Linked DNA regions of Mus musculus: region 2 is linked to region 1. The links are chromatin contacts, called in public HiChIP or PLAC-seq maps. All regions are on one chromosome and are shown on one strand. The core of a region is the stretch at or near the end of the contact, and the rest is flanking DNA. Distances in the headings are between cores, read along the strand shown. Region 1 overlaps Zfp185 (zinc finger protein 185). Region 2 holds the start of Naa10 (N(alpha)-acetyltransferase 10, NatA catalytic subunit).

Evidence for each region. HiChIP or PLAC-seq counts read pairs in DNA pulled down with a chosen protein or histone mark.
Region 2: a contact with region 1 is called in an H3K27ac HiChIP or PLAC-seq map of cardiomyocytes, with 10 times the contacts expected there. The contact joins the promoter of Naa10 here to the enhancer-like site in region 1. A contact is called at or near these places in 4 of 39 promoter capture datasets (the SN4741 cell line, hippocampal neurons, liver and 1 more), 1 of 484 Hi-C or Micro-C datasets (forebrain), 12 of 115 datasets of contacts at active chromatin or transcription factors (the NIH/3T3 cell line, astrocytes, bone marrow-derived macrophages and 9 more) and 3 of 9 other capture datasets (adipose tissue, liver and pancreatic islet).

The regions. Positions count from the first base shown.
Region 1 is chrX:73,005,114-73,011,537 of GRCm38.p6, reverse strand. All of the region lies in intron 12 of Zfp185 (zinc finger protein 185), which reads right to left. Among named protein-coding and RNA genes, the nearest start is that of Mir2137, 16 kb to the right of the region's middle. Within about 2 kb of position 3,302, at least 324 of the 459 cell types and tissues checked have an H3K27ac peak or open chromatin away from gene starts, as enhancers often do. A contact at or near this core is called in the NIH/3T3 cell line, the SN4741 cell line, adipose tissue and 12 more, where this site is marked.
Region 2 is chrX:73,918,773-73,925,196 of GRCm38.p6, reverse strand. Naa10 (N(alpha)-acetyltransferase 10, NatA catalytic subunit) reads left to right here and starts at 3,253. Exons shown (of 8, transcript NM_019870.3): 1 at 3,253-3,441; 2 at 3,827-3,925; 3 at 4,156-4,214; 4 at 5,189-5,234; 5 at 5,328-5,443; 6 at 5,651-5,695. The coding sequence starts at 3,421. It overlaps Renbp (renin binding protein), which reads left to right. Exons shown (of 11, transcript NM_023132.3): 10 at 2,759-2,846; 11 at 2,934-3,076. The coding sequence ends at 3,058.

The DNA of each region.
Region 1 (6,424 bases), core at 2,053-4,552:
AATTTACACTCACTGTGATGGTTTGTATATGCTCAGCCCAGGGAGTGGCACTAGTAGGAGCTGTGGCCTTGTTGGAGTAGGTGTGTCACTGTGGGTGTGCGCTTTAAGACCCTCATCCTAGCTGCCTGGAAGTCAGTCTTCCACTATCAACCTTCAAATGAAGATGTAGAATTCTCAGTTCCTCTTGCACTGTGCCTGCCTGGATGCTGCCATGCTCCCACCTTGATGATAATGGGCTGAACTTCTGAACCTGTAAGCCAGCCCCAATTAAATGCTGTCCTTATAAGAGTTGCCTTGGTCATGGTGCCTGTTCACAGCAGTAAAACCCTAAGACACTCACCATATACCTCTCTTTGACGGGTCTCTGGTTTCCTCAATCTGCAATGCCTTCATTAGCATGTCGTTTGGGGGAAATCTTCCTTAGCCTTCAAACCTAAGTTCAACCTCACTCCCCCAAACACCACAGAACTTTCTCCTGCATCCGTAGGCTGTTCTTGTAAAAATTTATTTTAAAATGTTTTTGTTGTGTCTCTTATTGTACCTGGTACACTGTGTTATGTTACATAAGGACAATTTAAAACAAGCATTTTGTACACTGAACATATTTCCCCCATATACCTTGACTCTCATTTTACACACACCTCCAACTAATTCCCTTTGTTCCCCTAGATATTTCCATTTCTAATTTTATGTCATTGATTTTATGTACCCTTTAAAATCTCCGAACCACAAATGAGAGCGGAGGTTTGAAAATCTGCCCATACTTCACAGTTACCTTTCGTTACAGTCACAGTATCCATCATTCCCGTGCAGACACACACACACACACACACACACACACACACACACACAAACTGTCTTCACTCTCTCTTTTGCTTTCTTAAGCGTGGTCCTTCCTTGTCTTTTTCATTCCATTTCTCTCTTCCCCACAGTCCGTGTCACTCATGCTCCCTGTCATACTTTGACACCACCACTGGATAAAGAAAAGTAGTCCTCAGCAAACCTAGCAGCTTACCATGTACGCTCTGGGAAACAGACTTGCCTCTTGCCTCATGCACCAAGAAACATGCAGACTTCTTATGTTGATCACAGTCCCATTCCAACATCTCAAACCCGAGAAAGCAGTCAACACCGCCCCAGGACCAGGGTATCAACATTCTGAGCACATTCAGAGAACCCAGGCAGTGGCCTGGAGTAAGAAAAACAAGCTACCGCACTGACATAAACAGCTCGAGCTACATCTGAGGCCATCGAGGAGGGTATGTCTTCCTCAGTTTGTCTGCAATGTCCTCTCAAAGGTGGGGGCCACAGGAAAGACAGTAGAAGGTGTTGCACTCATCTCTCATCACTACTCCTGTCTCTTTATTTTATCATCTTAGAACCTCCCTGCAGTGCTCTGGGAACTCCTGAGGTAAGGACAGAATAAAAACCCATTATCAGTGACTACCATCCCTGGGAGGCTCTAAGCTGGCAGAACAAAAAGAATGTGCGATGGCCATGCTTTTCAGGGACTAGGTTGTAAAACTAATTGAAGTTTTCAGCCTCAGGTAAGAGGATACTAAACTCCTCTGCTGGTTCCAGCTCTGCCAGGAAGTAGTGCTGAGTAAACAGAGGCAAGGTTCTTCAGAAAGAGCCGCTCGGAGGCAGGGCAATATGGGGAAACCCTGGGCCTTGAAGCAGGGCAACTGCAGTTTCAGCTGTAACCTTTATAGGTCATGAAAAAGATATTGGTCAAACCCTCACAGGATGCCTTTCTGTGCACTATAACATCCTGAAGGGAGTATCTTAATTTCTTGCCACTCGGCCTCAGCTACTGCTAAACTGGAGTGGGGAGAGAGAAGGAGGCCCATAGGATGTGATATCTGTTGAATTCTCTGAAGCCTTCACAGACTCTGGTAGCTTAAGGCAACCACTGCCAATTTTTGACCTAACTACATACTGCACAAGAAGACAATGCCACTTTCTACGCAATGTAATCTGCTGCCTGACCACAGTTGCCAGCACTGAGTACATGTCTAACACTCACCTTCGTGTGTCAAATACAAACTAGAAAAAATCCACACTTGCAACACAACAAAGAAGAAAACAATCTAAGTCTTAGATTTAACATGTGATACCAAAACTTTGAAGGAAAAAGGTAAGACGGTGTGCTATCAAATGACTGAATAAACAACAAAAAAAAAAATTGGCAGAACTTTATCTATCTTGAAGGTTTTATAAAGGTAGCATTTGATTACTGAGGCTATGGAGCACTCACAAAAAGGGACCTATCATGACTGCCCTCCGAAGGACCCAACAAGCAGCTGAGTCAGATGCAGATATTTGCACCCAACCAATGGACAGAAGCAGCTGTCCCCTGTTGTTGAATTAGGGAAGGCTGAAAGAAGCTGAGGAGAAGAGCGATCCTGTAGGAGGACCAGCAAGTCTCAATTAATCTGGACCTCCAAGATCTCTCAGACACTGGACCACCAAACAGGCAACATACACCAGCTGATATGAGGCCCCCAACACACATACAGCAGAGAACTTCCAGGTCTGTGTTCATTCAGAGATGATGCACCTAACCCTCAAGAGACTGGAGGCCCCAGGGAGTTTAGAGCTCAGGTGGGGTGGGGTAGAGACATCCACGTGGAGACAGAGTGGGGTGGGGAGGAGGTATGGGATATGGAGCAGTTGGAGGGTGGATGGGGGGAGCAGGGAATGGAACATGGAGTGTAAAAAATAAATTAAAAGTAAAATAAAATAAAATAAAATAAAGAATAAATGTAGCATTTGATAATATTTTGTACACACTCCTCAGTGTCCTGCATGCTTTACATATGTAAACCCATTTAACTCTTTGAACTGTCTATGGTGGAAACTATTTCCATTATTGTTCATGTAAGAGCTGAGTGATCCAAGGGTCCCATAAAGTTACCTTGGGCTTAAATTCAAGCTCAAGAATCCCTGCATTTAGTCCACTTTGCACAATCAAATGAACACTGGGTAAAGCTCCTAAGGCTTCTGACATTTACATTAACTTTGTCACCTGGGTCTGTCCTCAAGCCCATCAACCACTGTTTATCAAAGGAAAGGGGACTATCCTTGGGTTTGGTCACTCCTAAGTAGGCTACTGTAGTCAACCGCCCTCTGACATTACTAGTAGGGGGATGGGTAACGGGAGTGCACTGGCGCAACAGGGACCATTTGTGATCCTCCAGCGCCATCTCGTGGCTGGAGCTAGCACTGCCTCAGGAGGAGCCCCTTAGAAGCTGGTCTCTGGAGCAGCCATTTTGTACTCTCCTTTCATAGCGGGCACCTCAGCCTGAGCTAGCGGCTGCAGGAAATGGCCGCGCGAGTAGGTGTATTCTTACCCTGGAGCTGGCTAGCTTACTCATGCGCATGCGCCCCCTCCCCCCTTCCCTCCCCGCCCCCCCCCCGCAGGAGCGATCCAAATCTGCCTGCGCAACAGAAATCTGCTGCAGTCACGGGTGCATGCGTCCGTATTCGTGGTGCCTGTCTGCGGCAGTCTGACTAGATCTATGCTGACACACTCCTCAGTGTGTGTGTGTTCCCCCAAGTGAACATAAGTTGCTAGAGCAAGGCTTGTCAATATTAATATTAACGTTTTTGTCTGGATAATAATACTGTGTGTGTTGAGAATGAGGCACTAATATCACCTGTCACTATAGGTCGTTTAGCAGCATCCATGATTTTTAGCCTTTAGAAGCCACCCTCGGTTGTGGCAACCCAAAAAATCTTCGGTTACTACTGTATGACGCAAGAGGGTAGGGGTGGGCAGGACAAACCTCTGATTGAGAGCTGCCATCTCCAGTGTATACTGGAGAAGAGAGGAAATTGAAATGCTTAAGAAAAACGCTGGAGACATACCTTCAGGAAATTAAACAAAAATCTCAAGAACTCTTGTTATTAATATTTCCCCAGATGAAGGGCTAGAAAGATGGTTCAGCAGTTAAGAGCAGTGTGTACTCTTTAGAAATCTTAAGTTTTATTACAAGCACCCACATACAGCTAGAAACAATCTCTAACTCTAGTCTCCGAGGATCCACTGTCCTCTCTCTACTGGCCACCACTGACGTGGCAAATGGGTGGTGTGCAAAAACATACATGTGCAGGCAAAACACTTATACATATAATTTTTTTAATTTAAATGGGAAAAAAAACAATCCAAACATAGCCAGTTATTAAACAGTGTCATCAGAAATGTTTGCTTTGATTTTTCAAACGGGTAAATATTAGAGCAATGTTACTATCTGGGCCTGAGCTCTGCAGTAGGGCAGATTTAGAGTTTATTCCTATTTGCTCATCACATGTGTGGACCCAAGTTTTCTCCTCTATCAAATTGCACAATCAGAAATCTTTCTTGGCTTGGGGAATAACACCAGATTAAGTACACCAGCTGGAAGGAGACATTAGCCTTCAAACACATTTCATCAACTAGCTTGCTCAAGTTTCTCAGAAGGTTTCTCCTTGAGGCTGTTCATTAGCTCTCAGCTACCACGGGTATGGTTTTGGATAAATCACTTAACCTGTTTGTTTCCCCATTTACCCATCTCACAGGGTTATTGAGGCAACTGTAAAGTACATAAAAACAACATACTGTAGCTATCATCAGCTATTATTTTCCTCAGTTCTAATCGTTAGTAAAATTTAAAAGAAAAAAAAAGGTGCATAACAAGGCCTGTAGCTTACAGATCCATTTTCCACACCACCTCCCAGCATATGATTTAATGTAAAAGGTGACTGTAGTGTGGTGTTAAAATTCAAATACCTATTCATCTTTAAGTCTATAAACCACAGCCGTTCTTCTTTGGATTAAAACCTGATAAAATTTCATTATATGGAACACGGCCCTGATCCAGTCTCCTCACTCATTAGTCTTCAACTACTCTATGCTTTGGAACATGTTAAATCCTAGGTCCTGATAAGAGATCCTGTCTCACAAAACACGATGTATGGTGCCTAAGGAATGACACTAGAAGTTGATCTCTGGTCTTGACACACATGCGCATACACAAACACACAGACACACATAAACACACACACACACACACACAGGAGCATACCCATGTGAACATACACACAGACATGCATACACATGTACACCCACATATACATACAAAATCAAACTTCAAACTAGTATAAGTGAGATAACTGTAACAGACTGCACTAAATCCTACAAATCTAGAAAGATACTTCATGTTATTTTGCAAATGAGTTTAAGGTTTAGCTTCATGTAAAACAAATGGAAGGATGATGCCAATGAACAGTCCAAAAGAAAGCCACCAGAGCCAGACTAGATCAGATGTCTTCTACAATAGCCAATAGCACTCTGAAACAGTTTGCAGCACTGTGGTACAGGAGAAAGAAAAGGCTGGATAGGGAGTCCCCACTGCCATGCAGAACTATAGGAGCTAGAGACAGGGGTTTCGGCTTAATTTCAAGGAAGTAGAGAGCCATTGAGAAGTTGAAAGAGGGGGATAAACACATTGTGGTTTATTTGGGAAAGATCTTTCTGATGCCTGCAAAGATAGCAAAAAGTTACATTAGTAGCAACTCAAAGAACCGAGTCCCTGGCCTAATGGCCTTTCCCAGACCTCTTCAAAACAGAGATTACCGAGGTGGGGCCTACTTTATCTGTCTCCAGGCACCCGCTGCAACTAGGTAGATTAGTGAGAAAATGAACCTGCTGCTGGGAGAACCAGCTGGGAAAGCACCTAGAAAAGTGTCCTCAAGGGATGGATCCACGTGGGGTGGACTTCAGGAGGTCATGAGGATGGGCTGGCCCTTCAGCAGTTTCAGCTCTCTTCAGACCAACAATAATAATAATAAAAAAAGTGACAGTTCTACCAATTCCAACATGGTTCCAAACTAAAACAGAGGCATCCCTGGAGACAAAGGCTACTTATGCAGATGAGTATGTGGGGAAGGCAGACTTTGTAAGAAGGCAGAGATTCCTCTATTATTAGGTCATTCATTAGTCTGTTATTGTTTTTTGTTTTTCTGCCTTCCCCACACATTCATTGTACCCGAGGCCATTCCTTGCTGAGGGATGGGCCTATAGCTATGAGTTAGGGACTTGGATTTGTTCTGCAGGAATTGGAGAGTCAATGATGGGGGTTCAGTAGTGGCTAAGTCTGGAGAAGAAGAAAATCCAACAAGAAGTAAAACATGCATGGGCAAAGGATGTGGTACTGGTAATGGCGGTGGGAAGCACTGGCATCTCACCTTTTTTTTTTTTTCCTGCACCAATGCCTGTTTCAGCACGTTCATTAGGCTGTGACCTCGTGTAATTTAGATGACTTGGGAGCAGAAATCTTTGCCTCTCTAAATTATTGTGATCAGAGCCAATCCAAGTTCCAGTGGACTCTAGGCAAACATTGCTATTCAGATTTAACAGCTTTCAAACAAGAATGGAAACAAA
Region 2 (6,424 bases), core at 2,004-4,503, 910 kb before region 1:
AGAGAAATTTGGCTTGCTACAAAGCCTAGTTGTCATAAAAAAAATGTAGGTGACCCGGGCATGGTGGTACATACCTGTAATCCTAGCTATTGGGTGGCTGGAACCAGATCACAACATAGAGACCAGCCTGGTCTACAATAGTAAGTTTGAGACTAACCAGCTATATAGGGAGATTTTTCTTTTCTTTTTCTTTTTGACTTTTTTTCGAGACAGGGTTTCTCTGTGTAGCCCTGGCTGTCCTGGAACTCACTTTGTAGACCAGGCTGGCTTCGAACTCAGAAATCTGCCTGCCTCTGCTTCCCAAGTGCTGGGATCAAAGGCATGTACCACCACCACCGCCTGGCAGGAGATCTTGTCTCAAACAAATAACAACAATAGATATTATGGAGAGCCAAGAGTAAGGTAATTTTTTTAGTATAGAAGATAAAGAGGAGAAAGAATCAGGGCTAGTGAAGACTAGAATCAGTCATGAACTAGGAAAGAAAACAAATCAAGGGCCTCCAGAGGGTAGTGTTCCTAATGGAGATAGTGTTCTTGAAGACTACCGGTGTATTTCTAAAGTCACTATTCCAGTGGTTTCCCTACAACTGTAGCAGGGACTCTTTAATTCTACAGTTGTGGCTTTGGTTCTAGAAAAAAATGACAATTTGTGTGATTATTTTTTTAGATATCTCATGTAACCTAAGCTGGCCATAAAAATTCAATATGTAGCTGAAGTTCCTCCTACCTCCTCTCCCTTGATCCCTGAGGCCTGGGATGACATGTGTATGTCACTACACTTGGCTAGTTTGTACTAACTGTAACTGAAATCTAGCATGGTTTTATTGTGATTAGAGGCAAAAAAATCCAAGCCATGTTTCTATTACATTGTATCTAAACAAGCAACTGGAGCTGTCTCAGATAGTCACCCCTACTTCCAAATGACATCACCCATTAGGTTGAATCACTGCCTGAATACTGAATACATTCATTAAGGGTATGGATTAGAAGCCACCAATCTTAACCATAAAAGGAAATAAGAATGCACTTGAACAAGATGGAGATGACATTAAACAATTCTAAGAGCCCACTGTGCATCCCTGTAATATTAGCACTTGAAAGGTCTCAAATGAGAACAAGAAAAATGAATTGCAAAAGTTATAATCAAGCCAGGTGGTAGTGGCGCACACCTTTAATTCCCAGCACTTGGGAGACAGAGGCAGGTGGATTTCTGAGTTCGAGGTCAGCCTGGTCTACAAAGTGAGTTCTAGGACAGCCAAGGCTACACAGAGAAACCCTGTCTCGAAAAAAAAAAAACCAATAAAATAAAATAAAGACAATGAGGCAGTTATGGTGCATGACTTTAGTGTCAGCAATGGGGAGATCTCAAGAGAGAACTTTTTACCAGGGCAGCCTGAGCCACACAGCAGATTCCAGGACAGCCAGGGATACACAGTGAGACTTCTCAAAAATAAACACACAAGAAGGGACAAGGCCACTCAAAAGTTATAAAGAATAGATACAGAACTGGTTATACCTCACTTGGAGAATGTACCACCAACCACTCTTTGAGACAAAATCTGGACTGCTCTTGAACTTAATTCTCCTGCCTCAGCCTCCTGAGTGCTGAGATTATAGACATGAACCATCACACAGCTTAAAATGTACAACTCATGTCACAATTTAAAGGGAACATTTTGGTAGTAAACTTTAATGCAATTTGGTTTGTTCTATAAGCCTTCTAAGAAGGGGTTCTACTTAATTATTTTATCAGTAGGAGCAAAATTGGAAGCAATGGATAAGGATCTGGGCTATATTTTGTGGAGGTGAAAAGCCTCAGTGAAAGAATAATGGGGTGTACAATGAATGGGTCTGTCCAGCCACCTGAGCTGCTGCTCCCCATATCTGAAGCATCAGACACACTGGACAGGTTCAAAAGAAGTGAGAGATGTGTTCAGAACCTATGGTCAAGACAGGCAGAAGACCAGGTTGGCATGAACCTTATAGAAATGTGTCAAGACTTTGCCTCCTGAGGACTGGGACTAAGGGCATGCCCCATTACATAGGGCTAAAGGAAAGACTGTGAGTCATAATAAAAACCTTGGTACGCAAGGACAGGAGCTATGTGTCTCTGCTTGTAATCCAAAGATCTTTTAGACTAAAGGCCTGTGAAGTAGATGACATGAACTCCAGGGAAGTCACTAGTTGTAAAGTTTGCTGAAACGTCAATCTAGGATTCTTTTTATTATTTTTATTTATTTTTAATTTTTTTGGTTTTTCGAGACAGGGTTTCTCTGTATAGCCCTTGACTGTCCTGTAGACCAGGCTGGTCTCGAACTCAGAAATCCGCCTGCCTCTGCCTCCGGAGTGCTGGGATTAAAGGCGTGCGCCACCACCGCCCGGTTTAGGATTCTCAAAAAAAAAAAAAAAAAAAAAAAAAATTCAGATAAGGTAAAATGTATCCATTTTTAAAATTTTCAATTTTAAGTGTTATCTAACAAACCACAACTGAATATAGAACACCTGTTCTCTCAGTGTAGCAGCACACAGCCTGCAACCCCTCCCCCCATCAGGTTACATGCTAAGGCAAACTGCCTACTACCCACAGCTTTCATCTTTTTCCAGGATACGGTCCACTAAAAGTACTGATTTGTGAAACTGCGCTTTTTACTCTAACCATTGGTACCGGTGCAAAAGGGACAGCGAGGGCCCCTTCCTCAACCGGTGACATTCGAGTGGGTCCTACCAGACACGAACTGTCATTGTCTCTTTATTCTAGTTTCGTGATCCTGAGTATGGGGAATGGTTTGGCTACCTGAACCAAGAGGGAAAGGTGGCCCTCACCATCAAGGGAGGTCCTTTTAAAGGTGAGCGAGGAACGGGGCGAGACTGTAGGGGTTTGTGGCACCCGGCTCGCCGGATCCTCCCTACCCCGGGGTTCATTCTCCCCACAGGCTGCTTCCATGTGCCGCGGTGCCTGGCCATGTGCGAGCAGATTCTAGGAGCCCTACTCCAACGCCTTGAGCCCGCCCCCCTCGACTCCTCGCCCGCTGTCTCTACCCATGAAGGCTCGAAATAAAGATGACCCTGTTCCACATGCTTGTGTGCGCGCCTCTGTGGGCTCCGAGGGAGGGTACAACTATTGCCCACACTTCCCGCCTTGAAAGGTCTTCGCTGTGGCTTCAAACGCACCACCTTGGGCGCTGATCCATCACGCCCAATTATCTCTAAGTGCCACGCTCATTGGTTGTGCAGTTCGGAGGCGGGTCCTATAGCTGGGTACTTCCGCTGCAGGCAGGTCGGAGCGGTCCGCCTTTTCCGCCGCCGTCCCAGGATCCTGGCCCCAGTCCAAGCTCCTATCGTCCTTTCCCTGCTTCTAAGTGGCCGCCGAGTGCACGCGTTCACGACCCACAAGGACCCGCGAGCTCCGCCGCCGCCGCGATGAACATCCGCAATGCTAGGGTGAGGTGACGGGGAGCCAGCCTGTCCGCACCGAGTGGGCGCCTTACGGGGTGACCGTGTGAGCATGTTATCGAGGGACCTGGTGCTTTGGTCCTGTAGGTCTGCCGACGCCGGACCTTAAGGCTGCTGCAGCCTGCTTTAAACATCTCGCGTTTATCCCGCGTTTCCTAATTCAGATCTCATTGAGTGGGCTCCACAACCTTTGGACACTATTACTCAGTCCTGGAACTGGCACGTTTTGCATGCCGCATGGAAACAGGGCTTGTGCAAAGTCGTATAGTAGCAACTGTGCCCTGCCCCGGGGAAAGGGGAGACCCAGAGATCGACGTGTGTGGCCCTCTTAGTCATTGCAGCCCTGGACTAACCGTATCCCACTCTCATGCAGCCCGAAGACCTGATGAACATGCAGCACTGCAACCTTCTCTGCCTGCCGGAGAACTACCAGATGAAGTACTATTTCTATCATGGCCTCTCTTGGCCCCAGGTGGGCAGCTTTTGCGTTTTGTAGGGGTGTAGGGTGCAACAGGAGGGAAACATGGATCCGAGTGAGCAAACGCAGTGGGCAAGGGTATAAGAACCTGAGGCTCTGGTTGATGGAGAAGCCTGGCAAATGAAAGGGTGTGTATAGAAACTAGGCTCCACAGAGTGGAGGCTGGCAGTGAGCTCTGTCCTGTTGCCTGCACTACATGACGTCCTTTTCCTTTCTGTCACCAGCTTTCTTACATTGCTGAGGATGAGAATGGGAAGATTGTGGGCTACGTCTTGGCTAAAATGTGAGTCACCAAGGAGAAAGAAAAGACACTAATGTTAAGAAGGACAAAAGCTTTGGAGAAGGGAATGGGAAGCGGTGAATTAGTTTGAGAGGCATTCTCTGTTGTCCAGATTGGTGCTCACTCAGGCTAACCTCAAACTTATAGTAGTCTTCATGCTGAGCCTTCTTAATGCTGAGATTTAACTATGGCCAGCTTGCTATGAATGTTGTTTTAATTAACAGATTTGTAGGGAAGCTCGAAGCTGACAGAAAAATTGAGCAGAGGGTACAGAGTTTTCCCATACACTCCTCCTCCACGTTTGTTCTCTAACTACCATGTATGGTACACTTGTTAGAAGTGAGAAACCTGCCGGCTGTGGTGGCGCACGCCTTTAATCTCGGCACTCGGGAGGCAGAGGCAGGTGGATTTCTGAGTTTGAGGTCAGCCTGGTCTACAGAGTGAGTTCCAGGACAGCCAGGGCTACACAGAGACACCCTGTCTGGAAAAACCAAAAAAAAAAAAAAAAAAAAGTGAGAAACCAATACAGATTTCATTAAGCAGATTCCTGTTTTCATTGTTGTGTTTCTGTATGTGTTGCACACTCTCTGAATTGGACAATTAAAGAGTTTACCTTTAAAAAGTAGCCATCCCTCCCTCAACCTCGTACAACAGGGTCATCTTTTCATAATGATGTAGAGTTGAAATAGTAGCTTATAGCTCTTTCAAACTGGCTCCCCTCACGTAATGCTCTGCAATCAGCATTACTCTTTTTGTGGGCATCTATTGCAGGGTGATCTGTTGACACTGCAAATATCTGATAGGTGTAGCGTGGGGCTTTGAGGGGGTCATGATTGGCTATTCTGATTCAGAAGTTCCTAGTTCTCTTCTTTTTGGATCTGGGATGCTGTAGCCACAAAGAGTCTGAGCACCTGTGTGCACAGGTATCCCAGATAGATGGCACCCATGCCAGGCTCCTTTCTAGCTTTCTCTTCTAGGGAAGAGGACCCAGACGATGTGCCCCATGGACATATCACCTCACTGGTGAGTATAACTACTGAGGGTTTGGTAGAGGTAGACTGGAGATAATTGAAGGAGCCACAGTGGTCGGACTTGTACCCAATCTTCTTCTCTCAGGCTGTGAAGCGTTCCCACCGGCGCCTTGGCCTGGCTCAGAAGCTGATGGACCAGGCCTCTCGAGCCATGATAGAGAACTTCAATGCCAAATACGTCTCCCTGCATGTCAGGAAGAGGTGGAAGCCAAGTTGGGGGAAAGGGCAATGCTGGGAAGTGGGGAGGAAGGGGTACCCGATTGATAGTGGTTCTGGGGTTTACTGCCTTCATAAGAATATGGGAAATAGTATTAGTGGGAAAGGGGAGAGGGACAAGGAAGAAGGGCAGGATATGACCTGTCAGGTTGACAAGTTTGTGATGCTGACCAATGCCTTATTCCCCTGCAGTAACAGGGCCGCCCTGCATCTCTATTCCAACACCCTCAACTTTCAGTAAGTAGATCAAGACTTTTTTAAGTGGCATGATCCACCCAGTTGGCTGGGATGAAAGGGGTGGAGGGACTCTAGACACTGCTGGGAGGCTTTCAGTATACTCATTGGCTATTCACTGACAAGCAAACCTGAAGAAAGCACCTATTTGTGTGTGTGGTAGAGGAGGGTCCAACATATGCTTCGTAGAGGAGGAGTGGCTTGGTGCTAGTGAGATTGGTGAAGGGCAGTGTGGTAAAGAACACACAGGGCTTCTTAGTGCTGGTTTAGGAGTAACGAAAGGTAAGCTAGAGCATGAGCAAAGGCTGAGAAGTGGCTGGCTCCAGGAAGCATGTAATAACAGATGAAAGGGGACAGCAGGGAAAAGGAGCCATGAGCAAAAGCAATGAGGGAACTAGTGCTCTGAGTGTTCTGGTGGCTGAGGGCAGGTCTACTGCAAACATGGGCATCTCCATGAAGAGAGGACTTGGTAGTACCTAGTGCTACTGGAAAATGGGGCTGGAGTAGACTAACTTGAGAAACCACTGAACCACACTAGACTTGGAGGGTGTCCAGTGAAGATGACACCATTGGGACAGGGTAGTAGTCTTCAGCTTTTCTGGGTTCTACATCCAGATTCATGGAGGGCTCTTTGACGTAGTTAAGACGCCTCTGCAACAGGAACTGCTTTAGCTGCTAAGTCAGCAGTTTCCAGCTGGGTATGGTAACACACGCCTCTTAATCTCTGCACTC